Linked DNA regions of Mus musculus: regions 1 and 2 are each linked to region 3. Evidence: chromatin contacts called from public HiChIP or PLAC-seq and capture Hi-C data. All regions are on one chromosome and are shown on one strand. The core of a region is the stretch at or near the end of the contact, and the rest is flanking DNA. Distances in the headings are between cores, read along the strand shown.

The links. HiChIP or PLAC-seq counts read pairs in DNA pulled down with a chosen protein or histone mark. Capture Hi-C pulls out chosen DNA fragments and counts their contacts.
Region 1: a contact with region 3 is called in an H3K27ac HiChIP or PLAC-seq map of embryonic stem cells, with 2.9 times the contacts expected there. The contact joins the promoter of Tekt1 here to the promoter of Nup88 in region 3. A contact is called at or near these places in 2 of 39 promoter capture datasets (embryonic stem cells and hippocampal neurons) and 2 of 115 datasets of contacts at active chromatin or transcription factors (embryonic stem cells and pancreatic cancer cells).
Region 2: a contact with region 3 is called in a capture Hi-C map of embryonic stem cells, with 7 times the contacts expected there. The contact joins the promoter of 4933427D14Rik here to the promoter of Nup88 in region 3. A contact is called at or near these places in 2 of 39 promoter capture datasets (cranial neural crest and embryonic stem cells), 6 of 115 datasets of contacts at active chromatin or transcription factors (the NIH/3T3 cell line, astrocytes, embryonic stem cells and 2 more) and 1 of 9 other capture datasets (embryonic stem cells).

The regions. Positions count from the first base shown.
Region 1 is chr11:72,359,702-72,363,811 of GRCm38.p6, reverse strand. Tekt1 (tektin 1) reads left to right here and starts at 1,930. Exons shown (of 8, transcript NM_011569.3): 1 at 1,930-2,019; 2 at 3,927-4,110. The coding sequence starts at 3,944. It overlaps Gm34317 (a long non-coding RNA gene), which reads right to left and starts at 1,898. Exons shown (of 7, transcript XR_003949575.1): 1 at 1,821-1,898; 2 at 258-282.
Region 2 is chr11:72,205,917-72,210,013 of GRCm38.p6, reverse strand. It overlaps 4933427D14Rik (RIKEN cDNA 4933427D14 gene), which reads left to right and starts at 2,532. Exons shown (of 19, transcript NM_001361564.1): 1 at 2,532-2,818. It overlaps Txndc17 (thioredoxin domain containing 17), which reads right to left and starts at 2,460. Exons shown (of 4, transcript NM_026559.3): 1 at 2,246-2,460; 2 at 1,680-1,761; 3 at 1,209-1,284; 4 at 1-599. The coding sequence starts at 2,390. The coding sequence ends at 531.
Region 3 is chr11:70,967,068-70,971,529 of GRCm38.p6, reverse strand. Nup88 (nucleoporin 88) reads left to right here and starts at 1,557. Exons shown (of 17, transcript NM_172394.3): 1 at 1,557-1,881; 2 at 3,513-3,682. The coding sequence starts at 1,579. Rpain (RPA interacting protein) reads right to left here and starts at 1,331. Exons shown (of 7, transcript NM_027186.3): 1 at 943-1,331. The coding sequence starts at 1,023.

The sequences.
Region 1 (4,110 bases), core at 681-3,180, 1.4 Mb before region 3:
TAGCTGTATAGGTTCTGAACAAGAACATTCTGAGCCCTAGAGATTTCCTCCCAGAACTCGAGTCTCAGACACACCTTGGGGTGGGGAAGGGAGCTTGCTAACTTCACATGGTAGGGCTAACCCAAGTTTTCTGATGCAGAAGGCCCGGGCAGGGCTCAGGAATGTGTATTTCCAACAAGTTGGGGGTGGGGGGAATGCCAGTTGCTAGTGGTGAAGGGTTTGAACACTCAGATGCAGGTGCATCTCAGCTCACTCACCTGGACAGAAAGAAATGATGTTGTCCTGGAATGAGAGATAGCAGGAAATGTGGATATCAAATCAATGTTCTGCTCCCCACAACCCTGTTTTTGGTTATTATTATTTTAGCAAAGTAACCTTTTCAGTTTTACATTTATTATTAATATTATTATTGTTGTTATTTGTCTCCCTCTCTCTGTCTTCCCTCCCATTCTTTTCCCCTGTGTGTGTGTGTGTGTGTGTGTGTGTGTGTGTGGTTGTGCAGGTCAGAGGACAACTTGTGGCAGTCATGTCTTTCCTTCTGGAGAGGCACTTTTACTTGCTGAGCCACCTTGCCTACCCCAGTCTTTGAATTAAGGTATTCATTAATATTAATACCAGAATTAAGAACATAGATACATGAGCTGGGCAGTGGTGGCGCACGCCTTTAATCTCAGCTCTTGGAGGCAGAGGCAGGTGGATTTCTGAGTTCCAGGCCAGGCTGGTCTACAAAGTGAGTTCCAGGACAGCCAGAGCTACACAGAGAAACCCTGTCTTGAAAAAAAGCAATATATATATATATACATACATGAATGAAAGGTGAGTGTTAATTTCCAATATGTCTTTCAGATTTGAATCCTCAGCTTAAGGGTCTTTTTCTGGCATGCTGAGATGCCAGGGATAAGCAGATACACCCAGCTCATCGCTGCTTTTTCTTCCTTCCTTCCTTCCTTCCTTCCTTCCTTCCCTCATTTCTTTCTCTTTCTTTTAAAGATTTGTTTATGTATTTATTTTATGACTAGGAGTGCTCTGTTTTCTGTTTTCATGCACACCAGAAGGTATGCACTGGATCTCATTGCAGATGGTTGTGAGCCACCATGTGGGTGCTTGGCATTGAACTCGGGACCTCTGGAAGAGCAGTCAGTCCTCTTAACCGCTGAGCCATCTCTCCAGCCCTTCATCAGTGCCTTCACATTGTTATAAATTTTATGCCTTTGTTTCATCGTGTTCACCTTTATGATTGCTTTTTCTGCCACACAGACAGCGCCAATTTCCCATTTCCAGTAGTAATGCAAAGGGTTTTTTTGTTTTGTTTTGTTTTTGTTTTTTTGTTTTTTAAATAAACGTGCTGCCTGTAAAACGAACGTTTGAAGATGGTGTATGGCTATGTTAAACTCATGGCCGTGGCACCGAGTGGCTGGCGTCCTGAAAGCCTAATTTTAACTCAATCCACAACAGTTTGAAGATCACGTAGCAGTGCGATCTTAACCGAGAAAAAGCTCAGTGCTTGGTGAGTTTTACGCCTTGGGAGAAGATACCTGGCCGAAAACCCATTCTTGCCTACCCCTGTCTGGAGCTACCCATGCACCCTGTGTGTCGCTAGGTTTGCAGGTCCTTTGCTCCAGGTTTGGAGCAACGACCACGTGGAACGCAGTGTGTGTATCTCTGTGGTCCCGGGTCATCTACGGCTCAGGACAGCGCCAAGACCGACCCGCTGTGCATCTATGGAGTCAGAGACTCGGGGAACGGGAACCCCGAGTGACCCAATCTCCTGCCCCGTGTTTTGACGTTTTCTCAGCAGGATCAGACTTCGGACCACCTACTTTCTTTGTCTTGTTTGCTCGGGTTACCCTTTAGCACCACTCTCACATTCGCGCTTGCGCAGTCTTCTAACTAGGGCAACGTTGCGTCCGTCCGGTTGCCATAGAGACCGCAGTTTTCTCGGCTGGTTCTCTCAGAACCAGGAGCTCTGGTTGGGGTCAGGAGTGCCCTACAGAAGCTTGTGTTCTTTAATGAACTAAGGTAAGTGAGCCCCGATCCACCTCACCTACCCCTTCTCCCTACCCACGCGGTGTGTCTTTTGTATCAGCGGTTAGCACTGATATCGGTCCCCTCTTCGAGACTATTCACACTTGTTCAAAGTTATATCTCAGAGAGCCACGCTGAGACAGACTCGGGAGAGACCATAGGAGGGGACTGAACTGGAGAGCTCAGGAGTGTCTGAGGGGGTTACATGGGGCCTGATGCTTAGCCTAGTCAAGATCTGAATCCATCCTTGGTTGTGACGGCTTCAGAGGCCCCTAGGGTAAATACTAGGGTTATAGAGTCCAGAGCGGGAGGCTTTCAGAGTTCAGCTTTGCCTATGGAAGACAGATGTGATGTCGTTCAGAGCCAGGGGATCATATTTTTTTTCCCCCGCAACTGTCTCCAGAGGCTGCCTTACCCCCTGTTCCTTGTCTTTATCCTGTAGTCACAATGCCCAGATGTTGGCTTACAGACGTCACATCTGTTCATTTCTTATACAACATGTCTGGGTTCATGTATTTGAAAGAATACTGCTTGTCTTAGGGTTTCTATTGCTGTGACAAAACAACATGATCAAAAAGCAAGTTGGAGAGGAAAGGGCATATTTGTCTTACATGTTCATATTGCTTGTTTATCATTGAAGGAAGTCAGGATAGGAACTCAAAACAGGGCAAGAATCTAGAGGCAGGAGCTAATGCAGAGGGCATGAAGGGCATGCTAACTGGTTTGTTCATCATGGCTCGCTCAGCCTGCCTGCCTTCCTTCCTTCCTTCCTTCCTTCCTTCCTTCCTTCCTTCCCTTCTTTCTCTTTTTTCTTTCTTTCCTTCCTTTCTTCCTTGTCTTTTCTTCCTTTCTTTCTTTTCTTCCTTTCTTTCTTTCCTTCCTTCCTTCCTTCCTTCCTTCCTTCCTTCCTTCCTTCCTTCCTTCCTTGTCTTTCGTTCTCTCTCCCTCTCTCCCTCTCTCCCTCTCTCCCTCTCTCCCTCTCTCCCTCCCTCCCTCCCTCCCTCCCTCCCTCCCTCCCTCCCTCCCTCTCTCTCCTTTTTTCTTCTCCAAGGCAGGGTGTCTTTGTGTAGCCCTGGCTTTCCTGGAACTCACTCTGTAGATTAGGCTGGTCTCAAATTTTCAGAGATCCACTTGCCTCTGCCTTCCTAGTTCTGGGATTAAAGGCACCACCACTGCCCAGCTCAATCTGCTTTCTTGCAGAACCCAGGACCATCAGCTCAGGCTTAGCATCACCCACAAAGGCCTGGGCCCTCCCCATACATCACTAATAAAGAAAATGTCACACAGCCAGATTCATGGAGTCATTTTCTCAAGTGAGGTTCCCTCTTGCCAGATAACTCTAGCTTGTGTCAAGTTGACATAAGACTAGCCAGTACACTGTTCTATGATTCACCGAGAGCAACAAGAACTCCACATCTCAAAAGATGCACAGGAGAATATCAAGAGCATTTTGTGATAACCCTAAATGAGAATAGTCCACATGTTTATAAGCAATAGGAAAAGGTTAATTTTTACATAGTCACCTGGTACATTGCATAGTGATAAGAATGGACAAGCTACATTATAGGCAGTAAGACCACTTTTATGAACACAATATTAAATAAAAGCCACCAGATGCTAAAGAAAATACTCTATTTAGTTAAAAAGCAAAGGAACCTATATGTAGCATTAAAGATGGGGTTAGTGGCAACCTTGTGAGGCTGAGAGTGGCAACTAGAAACTAGAAAGATTTGGCATATTGGTAACATTATTTCTTGATCTGGGAGCTGGCTAGGCCTGTGGCTGGGAGCTTGGTTCAGATGATTTGTGCACACTTAAGTATGAGTGTCACAAATTGATAATAGCGATGATGGCAGAAACTGTTGCTTACATCTCATGCAAACTGTTCTGTATTTGATCAGGACTTTGGAAATCCTAAATGGCCAAGCTACTGCAATCTCCACCCAGGTTCCTTCCTGAGGAGTGGTATATTGCTAACAAAAGCCAGTACCACAGAGCAGAGGCCCAAAGGTCCCAATCTGAACGCTTGGTGGCAGAGAGCCAGAGGCTTGTGGAAGAAATTGAGAAGACCACCAGGAAGTCTCA
Region 2 (4,097 bases), core at 1,283-3,782, 1.2 Mb before region 3:
ATGAATCCCATGTCTTTCCTAAATGGTTTAATGAAGTTCTCCATTTCAAAGGCAGAAAGGGTTTTGCAAATACACAGAACTTAAGGTAATAGATACTAATTGCTGCAGATTTGGAAGTTAGTAAGTTACTTTCTATCTTCAATATTTCCTTTGAGCTACTACCACCATACTGAAGACTCATTTTACTCAAATCTTTTAGATAGCCACGTGTTAAAAAACTTAATGGTTTGTATTTCAATTCTTTATTGTTTAGATATACACTGATTTAATAACATCATTTACTCATCAATTCAAAGCAATAATGTGGCTGCTTTTAAACAAACCAGGCAATCAATACAAAATTGCAATCATCAGGCTTTTTTGGGTTGGTTTGGTTTTTCCAGACAGGGTTTTACTCTGTAGCTCTGGCTGTCCTTGAACTCAACTTGTAGACCAGGTAGCCTCAAACTCAAAGAGATCCAGCTGCCTCTGTCTCCCGAGTGCTGGGACTAAAGGCATGTGCCACCACAGTCCGGCAAGGTCATCAAATCTTAATCTTCAGAGAAGATCATCTCCACAAGGCTGGATTGACAGCACTCAGACTCCACAAGTTTTTGAGGCTGTAAAAAGAATGGTTAAGTTTTCACTGTTGCTATGAATATTACTAGGGGTGGAGTGAATTCTACTTTGAATGACAAGTTTTTGAACACAAATTATGCCATCAGCTAGTTATAACAAGCTTTATTAAATAGTTAGGATGCTTGTGTCAAGATGAATCATTAAAACACTTGGCCTGAGAGGCCTTGTATTTCCACACTAGGAAGCCCCATAGGCTGAAAACAAGAGACAGCATGCCTGGTGCCATCTCTTTCCCTCAACTCTTTAATTTAGGATTCTAGGGGCAGGGCTGAAATAGAGGGAGAGCCCTTTTAAGCCTGAAAAGTGGGTTTAGAAAACATTGACAAAGGTGCTTTCAGAAATGAGTCAACTTTCTTCTGAAGACAGAATCTTAAAAGTGGCTTAAAAATACACCCCAGACACTAATATCTGCATTATTAATAGTTTGTCAGGATTGGCAGAGGAATGGACACCAACTTGTGTGTTTCTGATGCACTCTGAACAACAATGTGATGTTGGAAATCAAAGGTCAAGATCTTTTCAAACTTGACTCAAAAAACAACTTGAGTTTTAACTACATTATAGCTACAAACATAAAGGTAGACACTTACTGTTCCATATTTAAGTAGTGTAGGCACTGCGGTTATTTTCAGTTTTTGTCTGAAGTCATTATTTGGGTCTTTCCAGCTGTTCCAAAATGAAACAGATAATGAAAAATACTACTTGGTTCATTACAGTTTACTCAACAGTTGACTTATATATAATATACTTGTAACCACTGCTTTTGTTAACCTTTAAACATTTTGAGAACTGTAACTTATGTGTCACTTTCTGCAAAGTTTAAAGTGTGGCTAAGATAAAACAAATGTAAAGTCAATAGAGTTCTGAACTTATTCCAGACCCAATTCATTAATGATGATATGTGGTTGAACATAAACTGTAAATATGAATTCAGTAATTCTAATTGTTTAGCTTATCAGACAATACCTAAAACACAGAGCCTGACCAATTATCTGAGGTCCTTTTTACCCAGCTTTTTAATAATATAGTCCATGTCTGGAGATACGGTATACATGACTTACTAAGGTTTGTCTCCTACTTGGCAGTAGATGAACACACAGTCTTCGGTAACATGCTTCAGCCCCTCTCGAATGACTGGCTCAGCTTTTTAAAAGAGTTAAAAAGTAATTACACATCAACTGCGATAGCCCACGCCCTCCCGTCCCCAGTCTTAGACTTTAACCGGTTGTAAGATAGGATGTTAAAGTCGCGTGTCCTCTGGACTCGTGAATCACTTAAGTCCTAGTCCTGATTGTCTTTAAGACACAATCAGAAAACTCAGCATACATATATGATGACGGAAAGATCAACTCCTGAGTCTGGTCTTTTTTTTTTTTATGAGACACTAATCGTTTGGGGAACTGAGAATTTTAAAGAACCTGGTTCCAAGATCCGAATCCATGATAAAAATGAGGGTCATCCTTGGGTGGGGCAGTAAGGGCCTAACGAGAGACGGGGTACAGCTCAGGCGCTTCTGCGGGTCTGCAGGACCAAGATCCTCATCTCATCCCACTTTCTGACTTCAGCAGGGGCCTTCTTCCTAGCACTGCTGTGGCGCAGCAACCCCCAGTCCTGGTCCCAGCCTCACCTTCCACGCAGTCCGGACACCAGCTCTTCCCTTCGGTATCCTTAGAACCGCTGAAGTAGGCGAAAATGGTCTTGCCCTCATGCTCCTTCACTGCCTTGTCGAACTCCTCGAAGCCCAGCACGCTCACCTCCTCGAAGGTGGCCATGGGTACAACAGTGCGGAGAGGAGCACGGGAGGAGCCCTAGGGTCCTGCGCCCCCAAGGCGGGGCCCAAGTAAGGCGTGGACAAGGTTCCGGGTGGGCGGGGCCGCCGCAGCAGAGTGGTGCTACGGGAGCCTTGAATAGCCATAACTCCTTAGGGCCGTCCTTTTGGTCTGCTGGAGTTTCTTTTTGGCGCCAGTTTCCCTCAGACAACTAGACGCCTGACCTGGTCTGGTCCCCACCCTGGCTTCATGGACAGTGACGGCAAAGCCCGTCGCGGTACAACACCTTGATCCTCAAATGGCTCAGGAAGATCAACGGCTCCCAAACAGCCGCGCGCCTGTTGCCATGACGACTGGGCGAGAGGCCGGAAGCGAGGCCTAGCGTGGGGTCGCCTTACGATCTCTTGGTGGCCGCGCCGCGCCCAAACCAGGTGGGCTTGGGCCGGAGCTGGGGGAATTCTGGGAAACTGCATTAGACAGAGAGACAGTGAGAGACCTCGCCCCAGGCTTGCCTTGCAGCTCCGCCCCTCCTATTACCTTTCTATTTGTCAGACTTTAGGGGGGCCGGGGCCGGGGGCGGCGTCCGGGATCGGGCGGGGGTTTGGAGAGAGCTGGGAGGCAGAAAGGCAGCGAGGACTGGATCCGAGTGTTGTGAGTGCGTGTGCGGGGGAACAGATGCAAAGAGAGCGTGTCTGAGGTTGCATTGGGGAAAGGAATTGTCCAGGAGCTGCGACGCCGGCACGGGGGCCCTTGCCCGGGCTACGCAGGTGTACACTGGCAGCGAAGATGCCGGCTCATTGCATGAGGGCCCGCAGGTTGCGTCGGGGTGTTCGGCCTCTGTGGGCGAGGAGGTGGGGTGCAGGGTTATCCCGAGGCTATGGAGTAAGGCGCCGGGTGAGATCTTCAGTGCGGCGGATGCTCTGTGCAAACATAGGGTGGCTACAGAATGGTCAGCAGCCTTTAGAGAAGAGGACTGCGGAGCCCGCAGTCCCCGCTAGGGTGAACAGGGCCTTTGGGATACCTGGGACTGCAGGCTCGGTTGAGGCAGCAATGGACCCCAGGACAGTGTGGGTGAACGGGACTGTGGGCGAGCCCGAGGTGGTTGGGCCTGCTGGGTCTGTGTGGGTGACTGTATCTGGGGAGGAGGAGCTAGACAATAGGAGCTCTCCAAGCTGTGAGAGAAAAGGTCGTCCAGGAACACTTGGCCATGAGAGCATCCTGGAACTGTGGTTGAAGGTGCAGGCTATGAGGGTAGCGTCGGGATGCTGGGAAGGAAGCAGAGTGGAGCTCCATCCCGTTCCCGTGGGAGAGGGGCCGATCGAGAAGGGTATTCCTGGGCGAGCTTCCTGGGTAGAGACCAGCCGAGGTGGTGTCACCGGACCCTGGGTGAGAGGCAATACTAGGACATTCCCCCAGGCCTCAGGACTGCCCACAGCTAGGGGAATAGGGGCCGGTTGTGAGAGAGTCTCTATCCTTTGTAGGCAGGGACAAGCTGGGAAGACACCACCTCCTGTGGGTGGACCTGAGGTAGTAGAGAAGATAGACTGTGTTTCCTCTGGACCTTGGGAAAAAAGACAAACTGTGGTGGTGCCTGAGGCCATAGGATGGTCTCAGGTCTTGAAAAGGCCCAGAGCTGGAGAAGTGAGGGAATGTGAGGGTACCTCATGTCTCTGTGGGGGAGGGCAGTCAGGGCAGTTTTCTGGGGCTCTG
Region 3 (4,462 bases), core at 308-2,807:
ATTTATATGGCTTCTAAATTCCTGGAATTGTACAAATGGCTATAGTAATGGTCTTCTTGTAAAATAGTACTTTACAACCCTGGTATGGGTTTTTAATTTTTTTTCCTGTGTCTATGTGTGTGCCTGTATGAGTTTATGTGCACCACACCAGTGCTGATGCACACCAGGGCCAGAAGATGGCAATAGACCACTTGGAACTGGAGTTACAGCCATCGGGTCTGCTACTGAAACATAAGGACTCTTGAGCCATCTCTCCACCCCCAACTCGGGACAGTTTTTGTTCCCAAGTGGTTGTCACAGCTCTGCTTGAAGAACTGCTACTGACTGGTGCCATTTAGTAGGTGGAGAGACCAAGGCTGCTGCATCTAAGTGTTCTACATTGTACAGAACCACCTCCCATAATAGAACGTTCTCCTTCGAAACGTCAGCACTCACTGTTGAGAAACACTACTCCACACAACATGTTCAGCATGAAGATTGTTTTTCTGGGTGGTTCTTCTGGAATACACCCACCCTTTTGAGACTGCTGAACAGGGAGATAAGCTGCTTCTTAGAAGGAACTACTTGAGTTCGGAAGAAGGCGGAGCTTAAGTTCAACTCTCCTAACCGTGTCTGATGTTCTTCAGGAGAGAAATAACTTCTATCTCACGTGACGTATACATACGGAGTGCTTCCCTCTGTAACCGAACGTTAGGTGGTGGTGTTGCTACTGCTGTCATGACTCTTAAAATATGAAACAAAGTCGAATCCTAGGATAGCATAACACCTACGCCGGCCAACAGCCCGGGCGGCGGCCGGGACCCAATCCTATAGCAAGAGATCCACCTCGCTGGCCAGGCACACCGGGCACCTGCTCCACAACCAGTGCTGAAGCGAGCACACCGAGGACAGAGGTCCTTGGGAAGATTAGGGAAGTGATGACAACCCAAACTTCACACTCACCTGCCTGAAAGTTTCTTTCCAGTGGGGCGAGCCCACCTGCTTGTACAACAAGCGGTGCGGAGACCCCGAGGACTCTGCCATCTCCTCCCTTAGCGGGAAACAGCGCCCAAATCACCGCCCCTTAGCCGCGCGCAAAGGATTCTGGAAGTTGTAGTCTCGGCGCAGTCTGTCTGTACTTCAGGCCGCCGGGCTTTCTTGGAATTGTATCTAGTTTCTATCCCCTCACAGTGACAGATTTAGGGGAATCCGAGGATAGATGAAGCAGTGACAGTTGAGAAGTAAACACCACCCGGGCTGAGGGAGGTGAATCTTGAGAGAAAGTTCTGGGTTTACCCAGAGGAAGTTGTCCAGTAGACAATCAGACACACATCTCTCATCCTTAACGCTACCCCCTCACTGGCCCAGCAGCAGCCCCAAAGCGATCCTTACACTCCACTCCGCCCCGCCCCGCCCCGCCCACCTTGGCTTCAACCCGCGGCCCTGTCTATCCTCTAGCGATTCTTTCTTATTGGGCCAACTTCTCGAGATTCCTACACTTTGATAGGCTGAAGCTGTGAAGTGCTGGCCGCGGATTGGCTACGCACAGCAGCGGGCTTCGTTTCCTCCCGCCCCTCAATCCTGAGCTGTTAGTTCAAGATGGCGGCTGCCGTGGGGCCCTTGGGCGATGGGGAGCTGTGGCAGAGCTGGCTTCCTAACCACGTCGTGTTCTTGCGGCTCCGCGAGGGCGTAAGAAACCAGAGTCCAGCCGAAGCGGAGAAGCCAGCGGCTTCGACTTCACCCTCGTGCCCGTCTCTGCCGCCGCATTTGCCGACGAGAAACCTGGTCTTCGGCCTCGGAGGGGAACTGTTTCTGTGGGACGCAGAAGGCAGCGCCTTCTTGGTGGTTCGCCTTCGAGGCCCCAGCGGTGGTGGCGTGGAGCCTCCTCTCTCCCAGTATCAGGTGCGCCGGTCCATCGTGAAAGCAATCAGCCTTTTGGTTCGTTGGCGGACCTGGGCTGGCGTCTTTTGGGAACGCCCCACTTCGAGTGGAATGACCCCGCTTTGTAGCTCAATCTGGTCTGGAATCACTATGTAGCCCAGGCTAGCCAGGAACTCCTGCCCCAGTCTCTGAGTGTTGAGATTACGGGTCTAAGTCATTTATAAACACCAAAACAGAGGCTAGGCCTGTGTGTGTGTCCAGCACCTGACATAAACCTAGAGCATGCACAAGCTCCGTAATATCTGTGATTTGCTTCGGTGGGGGTGGAGGGGTTTGTTGAGACAGGGTTAACAGCCCTGGTTGTTCTGGAACGCACTCTGTAGAGCAGGCTGACCTCATTAACAGAGATCTGGAGGATCCTGATCAGAGCTAGGATTAAGCCATGTGCTGCCACTGCCCAGTTCTACAACAGGCATTTAAAGACATGGGCCTACAGATTTAAAAGCAATTAGAAATATTATTATATTCAAAAGAAATCCTTATTTAAAAGGATTTTTGGCTTAGTATAATTCTCCATACTAAGGTAAATAATATATTGATGGTCTCATCATTATTTACGAATAATAAAAAGAAATTAGAAATCTAAAATGGTCATGAGAAAAGAAATAGGAAGTACCAGGGTGAGAGTATTTTTGAGGCTATATGATGCTATGACAAATTATTGAAACTCCCTTAAACTATCACTCTTTTATATTAAGTCCACGTAGATGAAGCAGTACTGCTTGCTGCAAGGCGCTTGAAGGTAATCTAGGGCCTTACCTGTGACCTTGGGTGACCTGGAGCTCAAACAGAGCCACCTGCACCTTATCTGGTGCTGGGAATAAAGGCGTGAACCTTTACACTTGGCCTGAAGCTCTTCCTTTCTCTACAGTACAGTTATAAGATGGTAATCTGTTGATACTTCCGAGTTTATGTATTTACTGGGTATCAAGAGTCTGCTTGAGGCCAGGAACACAGAAGAAAAATCTCAAGTAGCGCCTACTGGGTTATGTCAGGGAAAGTTTAGAATGTTTAAGACCTGTGGTATTACCCAGAGCTGTGGTGTGGAACTACAGAAAACATGCCTTTGTTCCCTGGCCGCAAGATCAGGGGTAATTTCTCCCTTTTTTTTTTTTTTTTTTTAAGTTTTTGTTTTTAAATTTTCTGGGTATGTATGTTTTCCTGCAAATGAGTGCTGCATATAACATCTATGTGCCTGGTGCACACAGATGCTACAGAGCCACCGTGCGGGGGCTGGGAATTGAACCCAGGTCCTCTGGAAGAGTAGCCCTGTGGTTTTTATTTTCAGTTTGTGTGTGTGTTTGGTGAGAGAGAGAGAGAGAGAGAATATGAATATGAATGAGCCCCAAGAATATGGGTGCTGGGAACCAAACTCAGGTCTTTTGCAAGGGCAGCAAGTGCTTTTAGGTGTTGTCATCTATCAAGAACCTAGAGATTATTTCTTGGGGAATAATCAGCTAATGACACAGTTAGTACATGCTCAGAATGCTATTTATAACTTTAGAAATTTAAAACGTGATTATGGTTTCAAGCAACTCTGAAATAAATTTATATTAAAATTAACTATTTTTACTAAATGGTTTTACTTTCAGAGATTACTCTGCATTAATCCACCCTTGTTTGAAATCCATCAAGTCTTGTTGAGTCCAACCCAACATCATGTAGCACTTATCGGAAGTAAAGGACTTATGGCATTAGAATTACCTCAGAGGTGGGGGAAGGACTCTGAATTTGAAGGTGGAAAAGCAACTGTGAATTGTAGGTAAGTTGTATTTTCATTTAGTATTTATCTGTGTAAGTTGCTAAGACCCAAAATGGTTGAAATGTATTTAGGGGCCACTATTGAAACATTTGAGCATTTGTATGGTCCTGCACACTGACTTCCTGTGGTACTATTGTTGTCCGTTCTTTTTTAAACATGTATGAGTGGTTTGCCTTCATTTAGTAAGTGCAGTGCTTGTGTGCCTGGACAGCAAGAAGAGAGTGTCAAATCTCCTAAACTGGAGTTAGAGTTTAGCTGCTACGAGGTTGCTAGGAGCCAATGTTGGATCCTCTGCAAAAGCGGCAGGTGCTCTAAACTCCTGAGCCACCTTCCCAGTCCCTGCTGTTATTTTTGAAGAATACTGTGTTAATTTTTTTTTTGGATTTTAAATTTTTTTTAATTAGGTATTTTCCTCAATTACATTTCCGATGCTATCCCAAAAGTCCCCCATACCCTCCCCCCCAACTCCCCTACCCACCCATTCCCACTTTTTGGCCCTGGTGTTCCCCTGTACTGGGGCATATAAAGTTTGCATGTCCAATGGGCCTCTCTTTCCAGTGATGGCCGACTAGGCCATCTTTTGATACATATGCAGCTAGAGTCAAGAGCTCCGGGGTACTTGTTAGTTCATAATGTTGTTCCACCTATAGGGTTGCAGATCCCTTTAGCTCCTTGGGTATTTTCTCTAGCTCCTCCATTGGGGGCCCTGTGATCCATCCAATAGCTGACTGTGAGCATCCACTTCTGTGTTTGCTAGGCCCCGGCCTAGTCTCACAAGAG